Linked DNA regions of Mus musculus: region 2 is linked to region 1. Evidence: chromatin contacts called from public HiChIP or PLAC-seq data. All regions are on one chromosome and are shown on one strand. Each heading gives the region's core, a stretch centred on a gene start, on an enhancer-like site or on the middle of the called end of the contact. The rest is flanking DNA. Distances are from core to core; before and after follow the strand shown. Region 1 has its middle 63 kb from the start of Gm41072. Region 2 holds the start of Ndufs4 (NADH:ubiquinone oxidoreductase core subunit S4).

Region 1 (5,523 bases), core at 957-3,456:
CACTAGGATGGGTGGATCAACCAGAGGGACCACTTCCTTCCCCATGACTCCACCCAGAAAGGTCTCATTAACCTCTAGAAAAGAGCCTGAATGGCAGCCCCTTGAGAGCTCTGCTTGCTTGCTTTTAAACACAATAAAAGTCTTCTCTGAAACTTATTCAAGTTCAGGAGATGGAAGACCAGGGAACTACTACTAGTTCTCAGTGGTGATGGTGGCTGTCGATTGTCACAGACCCTGTCCCCTGAGTCAAGCAAGACTCTGCTGTAGCCAGTGACCCTCCCCCACACCCCCATGCTCCCTAACACTCCCCCACACCCATCTCACTTGAGCTTCGTGTTTTTAATGCCCAAGTTTGGGGGGGTGTTGTGTGTCTTGTTTCCCTTTTCTTTTTAACTGCCACATCTTTTAATGCTTCACCCACTGTCTTAGTCAGGGTTTCTATTCCTGCACAAACATCATGACCAAGAAGCAAGTTGGGGAGGAAAGGGTTTATTCGGCTTACACTTCCATACTGCTGTTCATCACCAAGGAAGTCAGGACTGGAACTCAAGCAGGTCAGGAAGCAGGAGCTGATGCAGAGGCCATGGAGGGATGTTCTTTACTAGCCTGCCTCTCCTGGCTTACTCAGCCTGCTCTCTTATAGAACCCAAGACTACCAGCCCAGAGATGGCACCACCCACAAGGGGCCTTTCCCCCTTGATCACTAATTGAGAAAATGCCTTACAGTTGGATCTCATGGAGGCATTTTTTCAACTGAAGCTCCTTTCTCTGTGATAACTACAGCTGTGTCAAGTTGACACAAAACTAGCCAGTATACCCACTCTGCCTTTTGATGAAAGAATTTAGCCAAGTCCGTTTAAGGGAATTAGAGATCGGAAAGAGCTATGTGTGCCGTTCGTGGTTTTCTGACTCTTATGTACTCCTTTGACTCTTTATTTCTCTGTGTTGGCTTGATTTTTTTTCTTTTTGTAACGACAGGTTTTTATTCCATTATATTTTCTGAATGTACCCCAAGCTTTTCTATTATATCATAAGACTTAAATAAAACATTATATATACGGGCAGTGGTGGTGCACGCCTTTAGTCCCAGCACGTGGGAGGCAGAGGCAGAGGCAGGAGATTTCTGAGTTTGAGGCCAGCCTGGTCTACAGAGTGAGTTCCAGGACAGCCAGGGCTACACAGAGAAACTCTGTCTCAAAAAAAAAAAAAAAAAAAAAAAAAAAAGAAAGAAAAAGAAAAAAATTATATATAATACACACACACACACACACACACACACACACACACACACAGTATGTATTCCTCTCCGTGCCTTAAATGCTTGTAACAGTCAATTTTAATATGATATCAACTTCAACATTTCAGCCATGTTTGTGACATCAGAATTTACACTTTTTAATAGTGCGTTTAAAATACTGCATCTGTAGTTATTTTTGGTAACTTTTGCTAGATATCTAGATACCAGCAGATTTTTGAAGGCCAGTGAAGATGGATTCCCTCCTTGTAATCACCAGCTTGTAGACACAAGAGCAGAGGCAGGAGGATTCCACTTGTTCCTTGTAATATAGGACTTGGTGGCCCTATATTACCTGTCACCGCTCCCAAAGCAAATTAGAAGACAGGAATTAGATGAGGAGAGAGCTTTACATCAGGAAAACAGAACAAAGGCCATCTCAAAGCAAAGTTCCCCGTTTTCCAAAAGGGAAGGGTCTCAAGGTTTTCATGGGGGAGATGTGTGGAAGATGTCAGATTCACTATTGTCCTTCAAATCTGACCTCTAGAGGCTTGCTCTGTCTTTGACTTGAAAATGACCTCAGGCCCACTCCCTATGCGCTTGCTCATTAACACTCTTAATTTGGTAGCAGGTAAAGGCAGTGGGAGCCATCCCAATAGCTCTTCCTTATAGGTTCAAATGCCTTGTGAAAGAGGTGAACGCATTGCAGCTGCCCTTCGTGACAGCACAGCTATAGATGAGACAAGAAGTCAGAAGGAGGAAGTCCCTGGAGCTGAGGGACAGCATCGCTGGAGCCAAGGGACAGCTCTTCCTCCCAGACTTTTCTTTTCTTTCTTTCTTTCCTTCTTTTTAGATTCATTTTGGGGTTTTGCTGTAATTCTTTCTAATCTACTAATCTGTTACATGTTACTCATCAAAAGAATGGGATCTGAGCCATGAACCCAGCCCTGGGTAGAGACTCGGCCTTCTGAACTGGCTGGAAGGTCAACGTTTACTATCAGGCAGGAGGCCTTACATACCATAACTTCTCCCTTAAGAGTCGACCCACATGGGACTGTCAGTCACCTAGACATAAAACGTCCCACAGGAATAATGTCTGTTCCAAGATTTAGAAACAAAGCCTACCTAAACACGTAGCTGCTTTTGGCCGTCGCCCACTCAGTCCACTATATCTTGTAATAAACCCCGCCTAGTTTCTGCATTGTGCTGCATACCTCATCTGAATTCTTTCAAGAGACATTACCAGGAAGGGAGGTGAAAGGGAGGCTGGAGCAACGTCCTGGTCCCAGTGAGGGTTAGAACATTCTGAATTTGCGTGGATGTCAACTCTTGCCGGCGAGTTTTGTCTTTGTTTTATGTTGATCATTAACTATCTGTTGCTACAACAGCTTGCTATAAGGCAGATCTTGGGACGGAATCTCTTTTCTGTTATTCGCTTGGGGAAAGCCTTTTCTGTCAGCCGTATCAGGATTCAGGGCCAGCTTTGTTGTGAAGGATTTTGGGTTGGCAGACTTGCCTTTCCTTTCAGCAAGTTTGCCTATACCATCCTGACCTAAGTGGTTTCTGGTGAGAAATCTGCTTGCAGTCTTTGGGGGATTTCCCTTACAAGAAGGGACTCATTTTCTTCTGGCTGTTTTCAAAAGTCTTTGTCATTGATTTCTGACAATGTATTTACACTGTGTCTCCATGAAAACCTTATTTGCGTTTGCCTGGAGTATTCTGGGCTTAGTGTGTGCTCATTCTCTCCACGGACCTCGGTTATTTCTTCTTTAGACTAGGTTTCTACCTTTCTTTTGTCAATTCTCTCTAAAGATGCCTATGTCCCTTAGCTTCTCTTTTGGGCCTCTTAATCTCAGTAATAAAATAATTTAAAAATGAACCTGAAAGGAAGGTCAGGGACAATTTTATTAGCGTTTAAAAGAAAAACAACAGGACAGGCAGGCTGTAGACTTCACAGCTGCCAGGAGAAGAGAGAGTGGGGGAGAGAGAAAGCCATGCAGTTTGCAATAGAGGTCTGCAGGCAGCCACATGACAAAAAGCCTTCAAAGAAATGGCAGATGCCCAGAAGGCCAGGGAAAGCATGCTCTGCTTTTGGCCAGTATTTGGAACAACAATAACAACAACAACAACAACAACAAAACAAAAACAACAGCAACAACAAAGAACAAGGTAAACGCTATGCTTTTTGGAGTCCTAATTCTGAGGTCAGACTAGCACCATGCTGCTCTCTTCAAGTGTCCCCAGCATCTGCACCAGAGAAGTTGTTTCTGGGAAGGAAGGACACATTATTCCATTACAGGATGATAATCTCTTCTATCTCCTTTGGAGCAGCCTGAAATGGCAGGTCTCCTACCCTGGGCAAGAGATGGAACTTAGAGCAGAGCGCAGAGACCCTCACCTTCTCCTTCCTACAGGAATTGGAGTTCCATGGAGTGAGAAGGCCGATCTTCATGTTTCTAGCATTCCCGGGGAATGAGAAGCAGCATCAGGCCCGAGCTCCAGTGGCCCAAGGTTCCTTTCTTCCTCTGTTTTCTGTGTGAGTCTGCGGTTGATACTCTACGTTTTGCTTTCTGTTATTACATTCTCCACCTCCAGAATAGTTGGCTGGTTTCTTTCTAGCCACTTCTCTTTGCTGGGTACCTTGTTTTCTTCGTGTCCACGTAGCTGTCTCGTGATGTTCCCTTGCCGACTGAGCTAACTTAAGATTATTATATTGAGTTCTAGGCCAGGTACCTCGTAGGACTTGTGGACAACCTTGAAAGCTTCGCTTTGCTCACTACTGCTGTTGTGTTCTCTAAAATGTGCATTGCTGTCTTTGTGTTTGCAGAAGCAGGCATTACCCTGTGTACTGATGCCTGACCACTCTGCCCATGGAGAGATTCTAGGGGTCTCTCGGTCCTTATCTATGAATGTGTCCACTTCATTTTTCTGGAGAAAACCGGGGCAGTATGCCTTCTCCCGATCTGACAAATTGAGGTTTGGGTACCTGTTTATTTGTCATAGGATGATGGCCTGGGATATTTAAAGTTGTGTATCACTTCTCAACACTACAGAGTTAACATGGTGACTGGTACCCATGTATAGCACACGCAGATAGCAGAAAAGGATGGGAGCACATTGCTGGGGTCACCTGGCCAGTTAGAGGCATTCTAGAGGTAAGACGTATAAGGATTTCTAGGGAGGGCTCTTAGTGAGGTCCATAAGCCGGTTGATAGATCACCATTGGTTGTTGAGACTGCCACAGTGTTAGATATAATTCAGTATTTGTTGCAGCCTCACTGTCCAGGGTGGAGAAAACTAATGTTGGGATACCAAAACCAAATATTCTTGTTGTTGTATAAACTGTAAGGCAAAAGCAACTTGGCAAGGTGATTATTTTCATGTAACCAGGACACAACTTCACTTAGTTTTAATTCTAATATGGGTGGTAACTGAGCCTTTTCCCCATTGGCTGGGGTCTTCCCACTGTCTAGTTTAAAAAGAATTGGCACAAAGGGTAGGAGGGAATGGGAGATGGAGACAGCTGCTCTGAGCCATCACGTTCCCAGAATGTACGGGGGTCTGTTCATAAGCAGTTTTACCAGGTGGGGGATTTATGAATATTGGCTCTTGGCAGGCGAGCTCCCTTTGATGGAAAAAAGAAACCCTTTCTTACACAGGCATGATCAAAGTGGGTCTCTTCGGCAGTGCTCTATAAAGTTACAAGCCTCTGGTCCTCCCAACCTGCCCTCCCTTCTCATGGCATGGAGCCTGTGGTCCAGATCTGCAACAGGTGGAACAGGTGATGGTGGTGTAGAAGTGGTCAGCCCTGATGTAAGTTGCAGATCCCTACTTTTAAAAGTATTGATAGGTTTTCATGAGAAACATCTTTGATTCTTTTGTATGCTCTTTGCATCAACTTCTAGAAACTTCTTTTTATATTTAACTAGCTACATTAGCATTTTTTCAAGAGATGACCTGCAAGTTTTGGAGGCAGATATTCTGTAATTCTCACTGCCTAGTCAAACTTTATCCATCATGTTTTCAAACTGTTGATTTTCCAACTCCAGCATTTCCTCCAAATTTGCCACTTGGTAGGTACTTGGCGTTCTCCTTTAAAGCAAGAACTCTCATTCTTCCTTTTTGTTCTTCTTTTTGACAGGGTCTCACTGTGTAGACCTGAAGGGCTGGGAATGTCCTGTGTAGACCAGGGTGGCCTTGGACTCAGAGCTATGCCTGCCTCTGCCTTCCAAATGCCAGCAGCACAGATGTGTGCAGCACAAGTGTGTGCAGCTGTACCTGGCTCTGGC
Region 2 (5,523 bases), core at 1,369-3,868, 120 kb after region 1:
TATAATTGAATCCAAGCGTCAGTGTCATAGGTAAGAGCTTCCTTCGACCACTGACACTGGCTCCCATTCCTCTACCTCTCACCTCTTGCTCCCTCACCACCTGCCTCACAGGTCTGGCTCACCTTCATTTCTTTAAGGATCACAAAAAGTTTTTTTAAAAGCAATTGACATTTAAATTGCCCCATGGGTTGGATTTCTTTCTATTCAGTCTTTACAAATCATTAACTTAAGCATATACAGTAAGAAGTTCCCATATAAGCCGGGCGGTGGTGGCACACGCCTTTAATCCCAGCACTTGGGAGGCAGAGGCAGGCGGATTTCTGAGTTTGAGGCCAGCCTGGTCTACAGAGTGAGTTCCAGGATAGCCAGGGCTATACAGAGAAACCCTGTTTCAAAAAAGAAAAAAAAAAAAGTTTCCATATAAACATGAGGGGAAGCATAATTGTCTCCAGTAAGATGCACATACAAAAGTAAAAAAAAAAAAAAAAAAAAATCGGTAGTGTACAGTCAAAATTATTTCCTCTGGGTTTTAATGTTTTTAACTACGAAAGAAGCACGATCTTATATAACTTATATATATGCTATTTTCAAATCTCTAATAACATATTTACAAGGAAAACCTGTTACATTTAGATGTGTAGTAATAGCTACCCATTTGTAAAATCAAGTATTATCTTAACTTCAACTAACATAACTGTTGAGAAATACACTAATGGTCCCTTAAATTTGTTTTCAGTTCAAGTTCTATAATGAGCACATTAGTATTACATTATGTAAATTAATCTCCATAATGTGTAAGTGGGAAAGGTCTAAACTAGGTCAGCATAAAGTAATCACTGGAGTATTTTATCTTAGAGAACAATTTGGTTTTTCCCAAGTTCCTCATGTGTAAAACACTTTATTACAAATTTATCTTTTACTTTCCACCAGTATTACAGTATTTATTTTCCAGTGACTGCGCTCTCTCTCTCTCTCTCTATATATATATATATATATATATATATATATATACACACACACGCATATATATATCTATTTACAGATAGATAGATAGATAGATAGATAGATAGATAGATATAGTGCTCTACTACTGTCTGCAGAAAAGCCCCCGCCCCACCCTTTCTGCAACTCTGGAGTGCTGGGATTAGAGTTTATGTGCCCGAGGAACGTTTTATTAGGTGCTGGAGACTGAAGCCAGTACATCATGAACTCTAGGCACTCTCTGTACCAACTCAACTCTATCCCCAGTCCCTGAGGCCTTTTACAAATCTCCTGACTTTACTAAGGGCAACCTTTTCTTTCCCACAAAACAACCACTACTTAAAACTGCATCAAAATTTGTCTCCAAAAGTTCCAACCAGCTCACTTTAACTCTGTATTCCCTCTGTATTGAGCTTAACACTAATTTAACAAGCATTTTGATAGATACTAGTTCCCTTTTTCTTTCTTAAAGGTATTTAATGGTTTGGTCTTGTTTGAGACAGGGTCTCTCTAAGTAGCTCTGGCTGTCCTGGAACTCACAGAGATCCAGCCGCCTCTGGTTCTGCCTCCCCAGAGCTGGCTGGCATTAAAGGCTTGTACCAGTGTGCCAGACTTTTCCTTTTTTTTTTTTTTTTTTTTTTTTTTTGTACCACATTCTTCCCACCCCTTACAGACCCATCCTCACTGTGAACATTGAATGTAGTCTCCACAGCATGCAGCTGTCAATACAAGGCCACTCTTCACAGGAGCAAACTTCGAAACAAGTGATAAAACCCAGTATCTTATACACCCAGGAAAACAGAGACTACGTAAAATAGAGCAATGCTGCGGAGGGGGGCGGGGGGGAAGGGAGGGGGCAGTCACCACAAGAAACCTTCCGGCATCTAGGGCTACATAGTGTGATCTGTCTCAAACAAACAAACGAAGTAAACAAATCAAAATAAAAGCCACCTTGCTGCCTGAGAGCGTAGCTCCGTGGTGGAACTTAAGACTGGAACGCACTGGTTAGAAAGACAAAAAACAGGTACGCTGTAACCTTCCGATGGATATTGCTATAAACTCTGAAGTCCTGAGAAGTTTTCCTCTTATGCACAATGATGAATACAACAACCTTTCTGTTTGGAAGCCCAGCCGATATTAACTAAAGCCAGGGAAAGGATAGCAGGGATTTACCCTTTCAGGCTGGAATGGGGCAAGCAGGTGACAAGCGGAAGGGATGTAGGACATTGGGAGAGAGGTCGCCCAGACTCCTCCCCTTCTCAGGAGCCACGATCCAGTTCACAGCTCCTCCGCACAGACCCTCGCCCGTCCGCAGCTGCAGAACCCCAGGCCCCGCAGGCGCCTCGCCGGAAACCAGCGTCGGTCCCCGCATCCCGAGGAAGGGTCAAGGGAGGACGCGTTCCCAAGGCCGCCTCCGGGGCCCAGCCGGCCCAGCCTCCCCCAAAGTGGAGCGACCTGGGAACCCTGAATGAATAGCTCGACAAGGCTGACAGTTATGTTACCTGGATGGAACTCTACAGACGGAAACGGCAGCTGTAGCCATTGCCCTTCGCCCCAACATCGCCTGTCTCAGCGACACTGACATTGAGACCGCCGCCATCTTCCTGTAGGCAAACGCCAGGATGCGAGTACGGATCCCCGCTAGGGACTCACTTCCTCCGTTCTCAAAGCAATGCGGCCGCAGTGAAACAGAGGCATGTTCTGTTTGTTTTCCTTTTGCGATTGAGGACCTAGAAAAGAAATTAAAGTTCTAGCTGAAAGAACTAAAGAGGGAAATGGATGAAAGGACTCAGTGAATGCAAATGATGCCTCTATAGAAAGTAATCCTTGTTAGTAAGGTTGGTCATTTACATTGAGGCTGAGAAGCCCAAAAGAAAACGCTTCGAAAAATGTAAACACCTGTAACTCATAATTTTTCAAAGAACTCGGAATATCTGAGGCTGGGCCCACTGGAAGAGCCGGAGGGCTTCTTGAGTCTTTGAGAAACTAAAGTAGTACTTTCCCAAAGTGTTGCCAGATTCCGTTTGCAAGCCTTCAGAACAGGCTGCACTCAGTTTGATGGTCTGTAGTTATAATAATCATATTTTCCACACTAAAAAGCTAGCCTCGCAAAAAAAAAAAAAGGAAGAAAGAAAGAAAGACCATATGGATTTACATGAAATCTAGTGGGGGCTGGGGATGTAGCTCAGTTGGTAGAGTGCTTGCCTACCTAGCATACAGGTACCAAAGGCTTGGTGATCTGCTCTTATAAGCCTTTGATTTGAGGTTGAGGGTAGAGTATGGAAGGTTGTCACTGGAACTACCAAGCAAACACCTCGCCCCCCCCCCCGCGCCCCACCCGGAAAAGGGGCGGAGCCATCTTGATTATTCTTCCTATCTCCATCATCCCTTCCATTTGTCACCCATTCCATTCCAATGGCCATTAAAAGTAACAAAAAGCAAAGATTATAAACGATAACCAGGTTTAAGTGTCCTATCTAATCGCACCTGGCTCCTCAGTGCTTCAACAAACCTTTTCTTTTCTTTTCTTTTTGTTTCCAAGTCTGCGATGTCAAATCCAGGGACAGGTGTGCAGTTCATCACTGATCTACATTCCTAGCTTCTTTGTTTCTTGTAAGAGACAGTATCTCTCGATGTTATCCAGGCTAGACTTCAACTTACCACCCTCCTTCTTCAGCCTCCAGAGTATTCACAGACCTTTTCATCCACTAATGTCTTCAACGTTGTTTCTCAAACGATACCCCAACACTGATGGGAGAACATTAGTTTTCATATTGATATAGCGTTGGCCTGGGTATTCACAATACCTGTCATGATTCTTTCTTAATGTACTTATTTATGTATGTATGCATACAAATGGGTGCCACGGCACATGTGGAGGTCAGAGAACAGCTTTCAACAGTCAGTTTTCTCATTCTAACTAATGTCATAGGTTTGGTGGCAAGTACTTTACCACTGAGCTGTCTAGCGGAGCCTCTTAGGGTGGTCCTTGGTTGCTCTTTTTGCCTCCATCTTTGAAATGTATTTAGAATTTGATTATGTTCCCTGCCTCTCCTAGTAGGACTCTGATCCAAACCACAGTCCCCCTCTGCAGGGATGTTTGCATTTGCCCAATCTGCTTCAGCTCAGCAATCAAAACTATGGGGTCAGAAGTCACACATTCCCCTCTTTTCTACTAAACACCTTTTCTAGCTCAGCTCATCCTCGGAAAAGCCAGACACCTTATTATAATATTTTTTAAGGCCAATGTAGGGACGAAGATGTAGCTCAGTGGTATGGCATTGGCTTATCGTGGACATATGCCTGAGTTCAGGCCTAACACTGGAAGGGAAAAAGACTCCTGACTTTACTCACTTACTCTGTTAGAACTTACTCTGTTCTCCGTCAGTTGCTATACTCTAAACCCAATAGATATTTCCCAATATACCAGGCATGATTCGGTCTGAAAGACTTTACCTTGGACATTCTCTAGGCCCAGGATGCTTTTCTAGCATCTGGAATACTCTTCTCCCAGTGATCTCCTCTTTCCCTTGCCCCTGCTCTCTGTCTCTGTCCTTCCTCCTATAATTTTCTCACATGTCCCCTTCACTGGGAGGCTCTTTCTAACCTCCAATTTCAATCTCACCCTAGAAATTTCTGTATGAATTTCCAGGCTTCTTTTACTTCTGCTTTGCATTTTGTACGTTGTAGCCGTTTGTGGAAGTTCTATAATATGACCAGGGAGGCAAGAGCAAAAATCCTTTGAGAAATAAGATTGATTTCATTTTTTATGGCTTATTTAATTTTATTGTGCATGCACTGATGTTTTTGCCTGCATGTATGCCTGTGTGAGGGTGTCAGATCCCTTGGAATTGGTTTTATAGACTGTTGTGAGCTGCCGTGTGGGTGCTGAGAATTGAACCCAAGACTGCGAGAACAGCTGAATTCTCAACTGCTGAGCCCTCTCTCCAGCCCCGAAGATCAATTTCCTAGTGGCTTTTCTTACCTCCAGGAAAAATTTGTCTTTTAAATTCTGCAATAAATATTGACCAAATAAAGATTTTTCTTTTTACTTACAATAATTACCAAGCTATATAATTTGATTCTCACTTTTTACCTAAATGTATACCACGGTCCATACTGGACTATCCCGAACACCAATTTATATAACATTGATTTATGACTCTTTCCCGGGGATTATCATTGCTTTTGGGGCAAAGAGAAAAATACCTGATCTTCTCAAAACAGGCTATTTCCGGTCTTCTTCACCAGACTCCTTCCACTCTGCTCACCAGAAGTTTTTCTCTCTTATGCCCCAGTCTTCCATAGGCTGTTGCTCACTGGAGTACTCTTTCTTGCCAATTCCCTCACTATCCCATAGGCCCCCAGATCCTACCTATTACTTTATATCATTGTATAAGGTAGCAACTACATCTCAGACCCTTCCCTACCTCCCTCTTCCTTGTTGATGGAACCTAACACCTACAAAACGAGACCAAAACTGCTGTATACTTGCTTTCCCTGAAGAGATATTGCAGCTAGCACATTACTTGGTCCAGAGCC

What was found. HiChIP or PLAC-seq counts read pairs in DNA pulled down with a chosen protein or histone mark.
Region 2: an H3K27ac HiChIP or PLAC-seq map of embryonic stem cells shows a contact between it and region 1, with 9 read pairs. The contact joins the promoter of Ndufs4 here to the enhancer-like site in region 1. A contact is called at or near these places in 2 of 39 promoter capture datasets (hippocampal neurons and liver), 5 of 484 Hi-C or Micro-C datasets (liver, rod photoreceptor, stem cell-derived motor neurons and 1 more), 5 of 115 datasets of contacts at active chromatin or transcription factors (the SCID.adh cell line, bone marrow-derived macrophages and embryonic stem cells) and 2 of 9 other capture datasets (adipose tissue and pancreatic islet).

Annotation. Positions count from the first base shown.
Region 1 is chr13:114,269,390-114,274,912 of GRCm38.p6, forward strand. No RefSeq gene overlaps it. Among named protein-coding and RNA genes, the nearest start is that of Gm41072, 63 kb to the left of the region's middle. Within about 2 kb of position 2,207, at least 14 of the 459 cell types and tissues checked have an H3K27ac peak or open chromatin away from gene starts, as enhancers often do. A contact at or near this core is called in embryonic stem cells, liver and uterus, where this site is marked.
Region 2 is chr13:114,385,476-114,390,998 of GRCm38.p6, forward strand. Ndufs4 (NADH:ubiquinone oxidoreductase core subunit S4) reads right to left here and starts at 2,619. Exons shown (of 5, transcript NM_010887.2): 1 at 2,484-2,619. The coding sequence starts at 2,581.